Regions from separate parts of the Macaca mulatta genome. Here region 2 is linked to region 1. The links are chromatin contacts, called in public Hi-C maps. All regions are on one chromosome and are shown on one strand. Each heading gives the region's core, a stretch centred on a gene start, on an enhancer-like site or on the middle of the called end of the contact. The rest is flanking DNA. Distances are from core to core; before and after follow the strand shown. Region 1 holds the start of PRXL2C (peroxiredoxin like 2C). Region 2 overlaps CDC14B (cell division cycle 14B).

What was found. Hi-C and Micro-C count contacts between places; a contact is called where the count stands out from the background.
Region 2: a Hi-C map of fibroblasts shows a contact between it and region 1, with 2.1 times the contacts expected there. The contact joins the enhancer-like site here to the promoter of PRXL2C in region 1. A contact is called at or near these places in 4 of 14 Hi-C or Micro-C datasets (CD4 T cells, blood, fibroblasts and 1 more).

Annotation. Positions count from the first base shown.
Region 1 is chr15:126,817,568-126,823,441 of T2T-MMU8v2.0, forward strand. It overlaps PRXL2C (peroxiredoxin like 2C), which reads left to right and starts at 3,411. Exons shown (of 5, transcript XM_077966496.1): 1 at 3,411-3,638. The coding sequence starts at 3,447. LOC106993846 (a long non-coding RNA gene) reads right to left here and starts at 3,214. Exons shown (of 2, transcript XR_013404987.1): 1 at 3,075-3,214; 2 at 734-915.
Region 2 is chr15:126,922,392-126,928,265 of T2T-MMU8v2.0, forward strand. All of the region lies in intron 4 of CDC14B (cell division cycle 14B), which reads left to right. Among named protein-coding and RNA genes, the nearest start is that of CDC14B, 65 kb to the left of the region's middle. Within about 2 kb of position 2,465, at least 18 of the 40 cell types and tissues checked have an H3K27ac peak or open chromatin away from gene starts, as enhancers often do. A contact at or near this core is called in liver, where this site is marked.

The DNA.
Region 1 (5,874 bases), core at 2,161-4,660:
AGGAAATCCTGTCACATGCTGCAACAAGGATGAACCTTGAAGACATTGTGCCAAGTGAAGTAAGTTAATCACAAATGGACAAATGCTGTTTGATTCCAGTTATACAAGATAACTACAGTAATCAAACGCATAGAGATAAAAAGTAGAATGGTGGTTGCCAGGGGCTAGGGAAAGCAGGGAATGGGGAGTTAGTGTTTAATGGTTATGGAATTACAGTTCAAGATGATATAAAAGTTCTGGAGATGGATGATGGTGCAGGCTGCACAACAGTGTGAATGTACTTAATGCCAATGAATTATACATTTAAAAGTGGTTAAAGTGGGAAATTTTATGTCATTTATATTTTACCACAAAAGGGAGAAAGATTTTTTAAAATTAACAAATTAAGAAAAAGTTGGTGTTGTCCCCTCAGAGCTGTATTCTTGGTAGTTGAATCTCTAGTTGAACTTGTCAGAAGATATTCTGGAGGAGGCTTTCTTGGGCAACACAGTAGCTACACTGGCAACTCTACACTCATGTGGTGCTGCCTCTGTATTTTTCAGTGTGTGTTCTTTGATTTCTTTTAAACCATGGACATATGAAATATTATGTCAAATTATAACAAATATTAGTAGGTCATTCCTAAATAATAACAGAATGGAAACGGTAATAGTTTACATTTACTTTTCTTTAATCATAGTATCTAAAGGTACTGTATTAGTCTGGGTCCAATAATGAGACTGAAACCACACTGTAGGTTAAACAGGTAAAGTTTAATATAATGAATGAGTAAACTCTGATCAGCCAGGCATGGCGGCATGCACCTGTAGTCTCAGCTACTCAAGAGGCTCAGGCAGGAGGATTGCTTGAGGCCAGGAGTATGACACTGTAGTGTGCTATAATCATAGCACCTGTGAATAGCCACTGGACTCCAGCCTGGAAAACATAGTGAGACCCCATCTCTGAAAAAACAACAAATCTGATTAAAGTATGTCTAGAAAATATAAGGAACCTATGGCTAAGGACAAATAAAGAAGATAAACTTGAAAGGGACCCCTTCCCCAAATCTGGGTTTCAGATCTGACGCGAGCAGGTATAGGTCAGCCTACTGGATAGCTACTGTGTAGAAGTTTGATGGCTTGCCCAGGCTGGATCTGGTGTGCAGTCAAGGGGAAGGCAGGAAGGAACCCACCAGAATGCAGGCAGGACATAGGTCATCAGCAAGCAGTGGCGTGAGTGCAGAGGGAATGGTGATGGGTACAGGTTGGCCAACGGCTCTACAGAGAGCGGTGGCTCGATGGGAACAGGTGAAGAATTGGGGGCGCAGGTGAGGAATTGGGCTGCTAGTGGAGTTAGGAGGGCTTTCGAGTTCCAGTTTTCATATCAAGTGAGGTGCTAGGTTATTGCTAGAACAGCCAATAGTTGCAGTGTTGCCAAGGAAGTGCGTATCCTGGTAAAGCGCCAGAGGCAGAGCTCCACCCACTACCCTCAGGGGACTATTTGAAATCCCCTTCCTCCTGCAATGTCCTGCCAACATTGTCTATTAAAAATGCTTAATATATTGCTCATTACAAAGGTTAGATGCTTAGAGGAAATCTGTCCGTTGTCACAGAGCACATAGTGAAGAGTTAATTTGGAGCTGAGAAGCAGTAAGTTGGTAAGTGTCAGGTACTGATGCTCCCTAGACAATACCTTCTAATTTCTGCATTTCTGCATGGCTACTGTTCCTCCTACAAAACTATGTTTTGATGATATCTGAGTTCATCACTCTGCAAAAACTAAGTCATGTGGCTCTTTGGATTTGAAAATGAAATTGTCTAACCTGTCATTTATTTCACATGAAATATGACACCAAAAGCAGTATGTGAAAGAAAACTTCATTCGTTGATATCAGTTATTAACTAGATCTGCCAAAATACCACCATTCTTACCTGTATATCAATTTCTGCTTATCAAAACACTGCTTACAATAAATTTGGTGACATCTGGCAAACTGCCTGTTGCGAGTGCTATTCATCAGCCTGCACTCTGGTCATGCATTTATTTCCAAAAACTCATAAAGCTCCTCACCAGGCCCAGTGGCTCACGCCTGTAACCCCAGGACTTTGGGAGGCCAAAGCAAGAAGATTGCTTGAGCCCAGGAGTTCAAAACCAGCCTGGGCAACATAGAGAGACCCTTGGCTCTACAAAATCAAATCTAAAAAAAATTGGCCAGGCATGGGGGTACATGCCTGTGATCACAGCTACTTGGGAGGCTGAGGCAGGAGGACTGCTTGAGCCCAGGAGGTGGAGGCTGCAGTGAGCCATGATTGTGCCAATGCACTCCAGCCTGGGCAACAGAGCGACACCCTGTCTCAGAAAGAAACTATCTTGACTTAGAAACATACCCATGCTTAAAATTTTCTAAACACACTGCAGAGCTTCTCAAACAGAGCACTTAATGTGTGCTCAATAAAGTATACAATCTTCACACAGGTGAAAGCCAGAGGATGCAGCATCAGCCCTTCCTGCGCTTTGTGGCAGAGTCACATCAGTCACATAGACCTGCCTAGTGCTCCGCCCCGGAAATATTCTTCAACTCAACAAAGACCATAGATAAAGGATGTACTTTCTGAACTCCAAATCCGTACACAAGGGTGAGTAAACTTATGAAGACAAAAGAGCCTGAATGTTACCTGGTCCTGCTCTGGAAATCTCGGACACACGGTTAGCACCCATGAGAAACCCGAGAAAGACAAACCTCTAAATCCAGGGCCAGTTTGGTCTCACAAAGGCTGAGATCCCCAGATTTCCCTATGCCTGCCTACCCACCCCAGGAGAAACTGAATTGGCAGTGTGTGATTTCTACAAAACAGCTGCTAAGCCATCTAACTTCATCATCCTCATCCCTCCCAGCTCACCTTATTTTTATTTTTATTATTTATTTTTTTAAAAAACGAAGATGGTGTTGCCCTCTGTTACCTACCCAGACTGGTCTTGAACTCCTGCCCTCAAATTATCTTCCCGCCTCGGCCTCCCAAGTCGCTAGGATTACAGGTCCGGCCTGTGTGTCTACAAAAGGTGGGCCCAGCCCTAGCCCACCTTTTCACACATACCCATTAGTTCTCGAATAGGTGAGAACCTCCGCTCAGGTGGCTACGGAGGGCGCGGGCGGCTTTCTTCCTTAATAACGTTTGCTCGCCCTGGACGGACCTTACGTTCTCTCTCTGTCCCCTACCCTGACAGCAGAGTCAGAACCGCCCGCGGGGTTCACTCCGGCAGCTCCCAGGCCCGCGCAGCGCGGCGGAAACCGTGGCTTGCCAGGTCCCGCCCCCAGCCCCCCGCCCCCCGCCCCTCGCGCCCCGCCCCTCGCGCCCCGCCCCTGCGCGCCCCGCCTCTGCACGCCCCTCCCCCCGTGCCCCGCCTCTGCGCGCCCCGCCCCGCCCCGCGCTGGCAGAGCGGACCCAGGCCCTTGGCCGCCCCGCGTCATGGCCGCGCCCGCCCCGGTCACGCGGCAGGTTAGCGGCGGCACCGCCCCGGTCCCGGCCCCGAGCGGCCCCGACCGTGGGCAGCCCCTGGCGGCCGCCGTGGCCGAGCTGCCGGTGCTGGACGCCCGCGGGCAGCGGGTACCTTTCGGCGCGCTGTTCCGGGAGCGCCGCGCCGTGGTGGTGTTCGTGCGGGTGAGCGGGTGGCGCGGCTGGGAGGGAGGCGCGGCCCGGGATCCCGGGCAGGCTGCGGGATGCGAGCTGCTCCTCCTGCTTCTTAGGACGGAAACGGGAAGGCAGCCTCCCCAGTCGCGGCCGCTTCCCAACTAGGGCGGGGCACGACGAGGGCGAGGCCCGCTTCCCACGCGCCGGGCGTCCGGGCAGCCTGTCCCGGCCCCGCGGGCGCCGCCTTTAGTCGCGTCACGCACAGCGAAGTACCGGGCTCTTTCGGGGCGCGCGGGTGCTGCGTTCCTAACTTGCCCTTTCTGCCCAATTGGCTTTCAGCATTTCCTGTGTTACATCTGCAAGGAATACGTAGAGGATCTGGCCAAAATCCCCAAGAGTTTCTTACAAGTGAGTTTCTGAGCGTGGGCGGCCCAGTGCAGGCTTCTGCAGACCTTGCGAGCGGGGCGGGGGAGGACGCGGCTCCAGCACGCACTTGCAACCCGTATTGCCCCTCCCCGCACCTCTCTCCACCCTCGCCCCTCCAAAGGAAGAGAGACGTCAGAGATCTATTTCTGTCGTAACTCACTGGGTGCTGCCTGGTGGTGAACGTACTAACAATTGTGGTGTTGCCTGGTAACCTAGCGCCCGTTCTCAAATGTTGACTGATAATGCCCTAAAACAAATGCTGGAAATGGTTGATATTTTCTTCCCTTTAATTTTGTTGCACTCCAAATAGCTGCTCATTATGGGAAAATACTAATATATCGTAAAGGTGCAAATGTTTATGTTAATAGGCTGCAAGTTCCATGTTCCCTAGCATAGCCACATACTTGTTTTTCTTCAGGCACAGATAAGTTCGTGCCCAAGTGAGCTTTTTGAGGGAAGGCATTGGGCAGCCTTTGTAAAACAGATGTTTTTTCAGCAGGCCTTATCAATTAGGATGTGAAAAAACTGATTAAATAACTGTGCCTAGTTTTAAAAGTATGTTTTTGGGGAGAATATAGAGAATTATTGACTATATCATTTCGAAAACAATGTTTTGACTGTTCGTCTGCGTATCCTTTTATTCTCTTTTTAAAAATTGACATATATAATTGTATATGTTTATGGGATGCAGTGTAATATTTTGATAGGCATTTACTTTTGTGGAATGATTAAATTGAGATAATATACCCATCATGTCAGATAGTGATTTTAGTTATTTTTTTTGTGATGACAACGTGTAAAAACTAGTCTTTAAGCAATTTTGAAGTATACATTATTAACTAGTCACCATGCTGTGCAGCAGATCTCTAAAAGTTATTCCTCTTGTTTAACTGAAACTTGGTACCCTTGGATCATCTCCCTTCTCCTCATCCCTGAGTAACCAGTCTCTGGTAACCATCATTCCACTCTACTTTTTTCGTTTCCATAGCTAAGTGAGATCATGCGGTATTTTTCTTCCTGTGCCTGGGTTATTTCACTTACATGATGTCCTCCAGGTGCATCCACTGTTGTCACAAATAACAGAAAAATGTCTTTTTTATGACTAAATAATATTACATTGTGATACCGCATTTTCTTTTTCTTCTTCTTTTTTTTTTTTTTTTTTTGAGACGGAGTTTTCACTCTTGTCACCCAGGCTGGAGTGCAATGGCGCGATCTCGGCTCACTGCAACCTCCGCCTCCCGGGTTCAAGCAGTTCTCCTGCCTCAGCCTCCCGAGTAACTGGGATTACAGGCATGCACCTCCATGCCCCGCTAATTTTGTATTTTTAGTAGAGATGGGGTTTCTCCATGTCAGTCAAACTGGTCTCGAACTCCTGACCCATCCACCCGTCTGGGCCTTCCAAAGTGCTCGGATTACAGGCGTGAGTCACTGCGCCCAGCCTGTACCGCATTTTCTTTATATTTATCCATTGTTGAACACTGAGGTTGCTTCTGTATCTTGGCTATTATGAATCATGCTGTAATAAAACATGGGAGTGGAGATACCTCTTCAACATACTGATTTCATTTCCTTTGGATAAATGCCCAGTAGTGGGATTGCTGAATCATATTATAGTTTATTTTTGATTTTTTAGTAACTTCCAGACTGTTTTCCATAATGGCTGTACTAATTTACATTCCTAACAACAGCGTACAAAAGTTCCTTTTTCTCCACATCCTCACCAAACACTTATCTTGCATCTTATTGATAGCCGTTTAACAAGTGTGAGGTTATATCTCATTGTACTTTGAATTTGTATTTCCCTGATGAGTAGTGATTTTGAGCATCTTTTCATATA
Region 2 (5,874 bases), core at 1,215-3,714, 100 kb after region 1:
CTGGCTGCTAAAATAGGAATTGGGAACTGTAGTGTTGATAGGCAGGGAAGCAGGAGAAAAACTTCCAAGAAAAGGAAATGTATTCATAGTAGAAAAGCAGTGTCAAGAGAAAATATGGACACCTCAAAAGATAAAACATCAAAGCAAGTGAAGCTTTGATCTGGTTAAAATGTATTAAATCCTCTGGTTAAAGATTTGTAGAGATGAGTGACAGTTCCCTATAGATCGATCCGCATCCTTGCTAACGTTTTCTGGAGTTGTCGGGAATTTTGGAGAGTGTTTGACTTGGCATGGTAATGTTAAAACAAAACCAAAAAAATCTGGAGGAGGAATCTTTAGGAAGGAAATATTCCAAATAGACTGACTGTTTATTTTTATCAGTCCTTTTTAAATTCAGGGCTTCTGAAAGGAACCATGTTTCCGTCATGCTTGTGTACACAGAAAGACCTAATGTGGGATGGGCAGAGAGTGTGAGATAATCCTTTATGGCATGGAAATAAAGTGTTATATTTATTTTTTATCTTAAAAACAGAAGAGGTGAGGCTTCACAAATGTGTAAAATATGAATTGACATGCCCACAGTCAGTCCTTTTGACAGACGGTCAGGCGTCACGTGTGTGTTACAAGAAGTGAGAAGAGCGAGTTGAGAACTCTTGTCTTTATTGTGTTTCGAAGTACTGCTCTTCATGTGGCCCGGTAAATGACTTTCCCGTTCAGCTATCTGAATGGTAGACTCTTAGGTGACAAATTAGAAGCTAAAAATCTTCTGCACCACTGTAAGAGCTGAAAAATATGAAAGATGACTTGAGCTTTTGTTTGTTTATTCACAAAAAGGTAAACATACTATATTGTTTTAAAAATAAGTTTGCTGCCCTGTTTAAGCCAGTGGTTGTGACCTAGCCAGATTGTGGGGTAATGATACTTAACCTGTCATTTCAAAGTAAAGGTGAAATTTTAAGGGGAAATTTTTAAGTGCTTTTCAAAACAAATTCATAATAAAAAAGATCCTTTTGGAAAGAAAAGTTGGAAATTTTGTTTTGTTAATTTTGTTGTAAAAATGTCATACACAAAATCCATATTTGTACTTTTGAGAAATGTAGAAAAATCTTTTAAAAAGAAGCTTTTATATTTATAGAAATAGGACATGTGCACGTGTGTGTATATGTACAGATGGGTGTTGTGTACATATATGTTTTATGTTTACATACAATTTTAAACTTTTTTATTGATACATAATTGTACATATTTATGGGGTACATGTGATAGTTTGATAAATGCATATAATGTGTGACAGCAAAATTAGGGCAGTTGTGGTATCCATCACCTCAAACATTTGTCATTTCTTTGTGTTGAGAGCATTTTAAATCTTCCTGTTTCGAAATACACAGTAAGTTATTGTAAACTATAGTCACACTACTGTGCTAACACTAGAACTTGTTTCTTTTAACTGTACATTTGTACCAACGAACCAACCTCTCTTCACTCCCCCTGACCACACAATGCCCTTCCCAGCCTCTGGTAATTCTTATTTTGCTCTTGGCCTCCATAAAATCAACTTACTTAGCTCCTCCATGTGAGTGAGAACATAATGGTATTTGTCTTTCAACTTTGGTTACATCTTCCTGCCACAGCAGTTAGGTTTTCTGAAGATACATGGTATTCATCTCTTCTATGGGTTAAATGTACTTTTGAGGGCTAGCCTGGGAAATTAACCACCATTTCTAACATCTTTCTGTGTGTAAAATAAATGCCAAGCATTTTGTGTATAAAATAAATGACACAAGCAAACTTTTGGCACATAGCTTACAAATTTGCTTTCCTCTAATGTTTAATAGATTACTTTGGTGGAGCTAATTGTAACATGTAGGTTCCCTGTTCAGAATTTATCACTGCATATTATTATTTTTTATGTTTAAGCAGTTCGTATAGCTGTAAGAATGGCTTACCTTGTAAGCATTTGTGTTGAAAATGATGATACTAAATTAAATTTAAGAATATAGTAACTCAGCAATCTGTGAGTAGAATTCTAAATTGCAGTAAATTTGAGATTGCCTCTATGGTTATGATAAGAGCTCAAGGACTTTGTTATTTAATGATGATCTTTTGAATCTGTGGTCCCACTTTTTAAATGATTTTTCTTGGACTCAGAATAGCCAGTGCTGGGTTAAGCTGCCTGCAGGAGGAAGGGATCAGTTGGGAAGTTAAGACAAGGGAGCAGAGAATGAGGATCCAGACGCCTTGGCTAAGAATCCAGTTCAACAAACAGCTGCCCAGATGGGACAGCAGAGGCTGGAGGACAGAATGAGGTCATGACACCCTTCCTGGGCGTCTGTGAAAGGCAGGGCAAATAGCACGAGGCAACTGTCAGTAGTAGCCAGGCCCCAGCTAGTGTAAGGCGAACTGGGCTGAGCAAAGGGAGGGCACAGGCCCTCAGTGGGAAGCTGGTGTTGCCTTGGGAACCGGCCCCGTGGGAGGCAGCTGGCTGCCCTGCTCACACTGCATCACAGTTTGACTTCCCTTGCCACCCGAGGGCTCCTGACAGGCGTTTGCACTGCCTGTGGTGCTCGCTGGGTGCTGTTAACTTGGGGAAGAAGTGAGGAGAAAAGGCTTTCTGACGGCTTCAGATCCTTGACTGCAGATCCGTTAAGCTTTCTGGAATTCTGGGTCCTGTCCTTGTTCCGGCCCTTGTTCTGGATAGGATGAGTTCCTGTCCATAGTAAAGCCCGAGGAGCAGGCCCTCTTCCAGCAATAATAGGCAGTGTGATCTTGGATAAGCAGTTGATGCCAAGGTCTGGAAAGTTGTAGCCTGCCAGTTTTATGAAACTCACAGAGCATTATAAATAGTTGTGGATTGTTTTACTCTATGGTTAAAAATTAGGAAATTTCATTTTTTAAAAAAATCAAGATTATTTACTTTGTCTTTAAAAAATGTCCCTACCACTCAAATGTGTACTAATACCCAGGGCCAATTCACTATTTTTATTAGCAGAGTTGGTAGATACGTGTTTGCTACTCTGAACTTCCAGTTTCATTTTGTCGAAATTGAGCATCATTATGCTAACCTACCGTATATATATATAAGTAAAAGTAATTTTAAAAGTTAAAACTATTGATATGTAAGTTCATCCGAGGTTTTTTTTTTTTAACGACAGTTTTTTTCTTAACCAGTTTTGTGCAGGAGCTATGAAAGTGATTTTCTTTTATTTACTTTTTTATTCTCTGTGTTCTTTCCCCTGCTCACCTTTTTTATTGAGCAGTTGAATGTGTGAGCCTGTCTTCAACTTGCATTGATTTGCAAGCATTTTTTGTTAATCTGGAGAGAATGATTTTTTTTTTTTTATGATCAATCAAATTCTTGGCATAGGAAAGACTGTATCATCTGGCTGACATGAAAATAGTCACAAGAGTCTTGAAGTGCTGGAAACATTGTGACATCTCTCCAGGATTTCCTGGTTACTCAGGCTGCCACATTTGTTGCTGGAATTTCAATATCCTTTGTGGCTCTCAGCTCTGGGATGCACTGACTTGTGTGACGTTTGGGTTGTAAATTGTACCGAGGCTCTCTAAGTATATAAATAAAGCTTCAGAATCCTGCACATACTAGTAGAAATAGGAAGCACATGTCTAATTGGGTTTCCGTGATTTGTCCTGTCAGCATTGAAACACTGAAAGGAGAAGTAATGCAGTTGGGATCCTTTTGCCTCAGTTGCTTGTTCTTCCATCACTGCTAGTTCAGTACCTCCCAGGTTTTGAAACGTATGTCAGTAATCAAGGGGTCCAGCGTCCTCACAGGGACTCGGGCGTGCAGTGCAGATGGTGATTCTAGAAAACGGGGGTGGTGGGAAGTCCTGGGAATGGCTGAGGTATTGTTCAGCAAAAAAAGAACTTTGTACCATGACTTTGAAAACCACACCAGTCTCAAGCATTTTCAACCATAGTATTTGTGTGTGTGTGTGTGTGTGTGTGTGTGTGTGTGTGTGTGATATTTGCTCGTTCAAAGAGTCTTTATCCTAGAGAAACAAGGTATTACTGATGCTTCCTAAGCTGAGTCTCTGTGCTTACGCCTCATGTATTTGTTTATTCACTTTTAACAAATGGAAATGGCCATTTCCTTACTCACTGAGTGTGCTGCTGCACACTATTGCTGCCCAGCGAATTACCGCAAAACGTTGTGACTTAAAACGACAGTACACATTGTCTCAGACCATGTCTGTGAGTTAGGCATCTGGGAGTTGCTTAACTTGGATGGGTCTGGTCTGGTTCTGGGCCGTGTCTGGGCTGCACTCACCTGGAGGGTCCACCTCTAAGGGGGCTCAGTCACATACCTGGCAGGTTAGTGCCAGTTGCTGGCAGGCGGCCTCTCTTCCATACCACGTGGACTGCTTGAGTATGCTCCCAAAATAACAGCTTGCTGTACCCAGAGCGAGGGTTCTAAGAGAAAGCAAGACAGTAGCTGCCTCTTTTATGATCTGGTCTCCGAAACCACACCCTATTACTACAGTATCCTGTTCGTTACACGGGACACCCCGTTCGCTGTGGGAGGGGACCGCACAAGGGTGGACATGCCAGCAGATGAGATTCTCTGGGGTTGTCTGGGAAGCTGGCGATCACAACTGGTCAGCAGCTCTCTCGGTCATCATTTGTTGTTTCCTGTTCTTAACCAGCACTGTGGAATTAGAGTGGGCATTCTATATATATTGCTTCTCATGAAAATATATCAAAAGAATTTGAGAAACGCCAAGTGTCCAGACTGCCAGAAGCACGGTGATAGATCATAAGTTGCATCCATTTAGAGTTTACTAATCTGAGAATTTGTGTTAATGTAGGAGTCATTTACAGGATTCTTCTTTAGTCACAAATTTAGAATGATTTCATTTGGGAAGGCCTTTTGAATCGGCAAGATGAGTAGGTGTAAAAGTAAAAGTTACTTCCTTCATGCCTGGCCAAAAAAGAAAAGAAGGTAAAAGTTACAGATTGGCAAATATGTCTTCGATAGTTACATAAGTGGAATTATTCTGCATCTGTAAACTTCCTTCAGTTTATCTAATTATGCTTGACATTATTTTTTATGTGCAGGCATTCCCCAACTGGATTTTTAAATTACAGTCTTTTAAAGTTCATCATCAGGAATTTAGGGTTTTTTCCCCCACAGGAAAAAATGTTACATTGTTCTTGCGGTTCTTTGAATCAAACTAGTGTTCCAAGGCTAAACCACAGTCCTTAATGTATTAGAGACTATTTTTGTTTTGAAAGTTAGGAGAAAGTAATACCATTGCAGTTTTACTAATTAAAGAACCCAAAGAACAGCAATTGCAAGTAGGAAAAATTATCTTAAACTGGTGCTTAAGGAAAAATTTGTATAAAATTTGAGAAAAGGCCTTAGAAATTTAGAGAAATTCCTAAACGGGTCTCTAGATTTCATTTTAATACACAAATGAATCAAACCCTATTCTCATTCTTACTGGCTTCGAGGTGTTTTTTTATTTGGTTTTGTTTTTTGATTTTAGGATTTTGTTTTTTTGTTTTTGTTTTTTGAGATGGACTCTTGTTCTGTCCCTGAGGCTGGAGTGCAGTGGCACAATCTTGGCTCACGGCAGCCCCTGCCTCCTGGGTTCAAGCGATTCTCCTGCCTCAGCCTCCTGAGTAGCTGGGGTTACAGGCGCCTGCCACTGTGCCCGGGTAATATTCTGTATTTTTAGTAGAGACAGGATTTCACTGTGTTAGCCAGGATGGTCTCCATCTCCTGACCTCGTGATCTGCCCACGATGGCCTCCCTAAGTCCTGGGATTACAGGCATGAGCCACCACACCTGGCCGGTTTTAAGTTTTGTGTTTTTTTTTGTTTTTTTTTTTAATCTGCTAGGAAGTCTTAGAA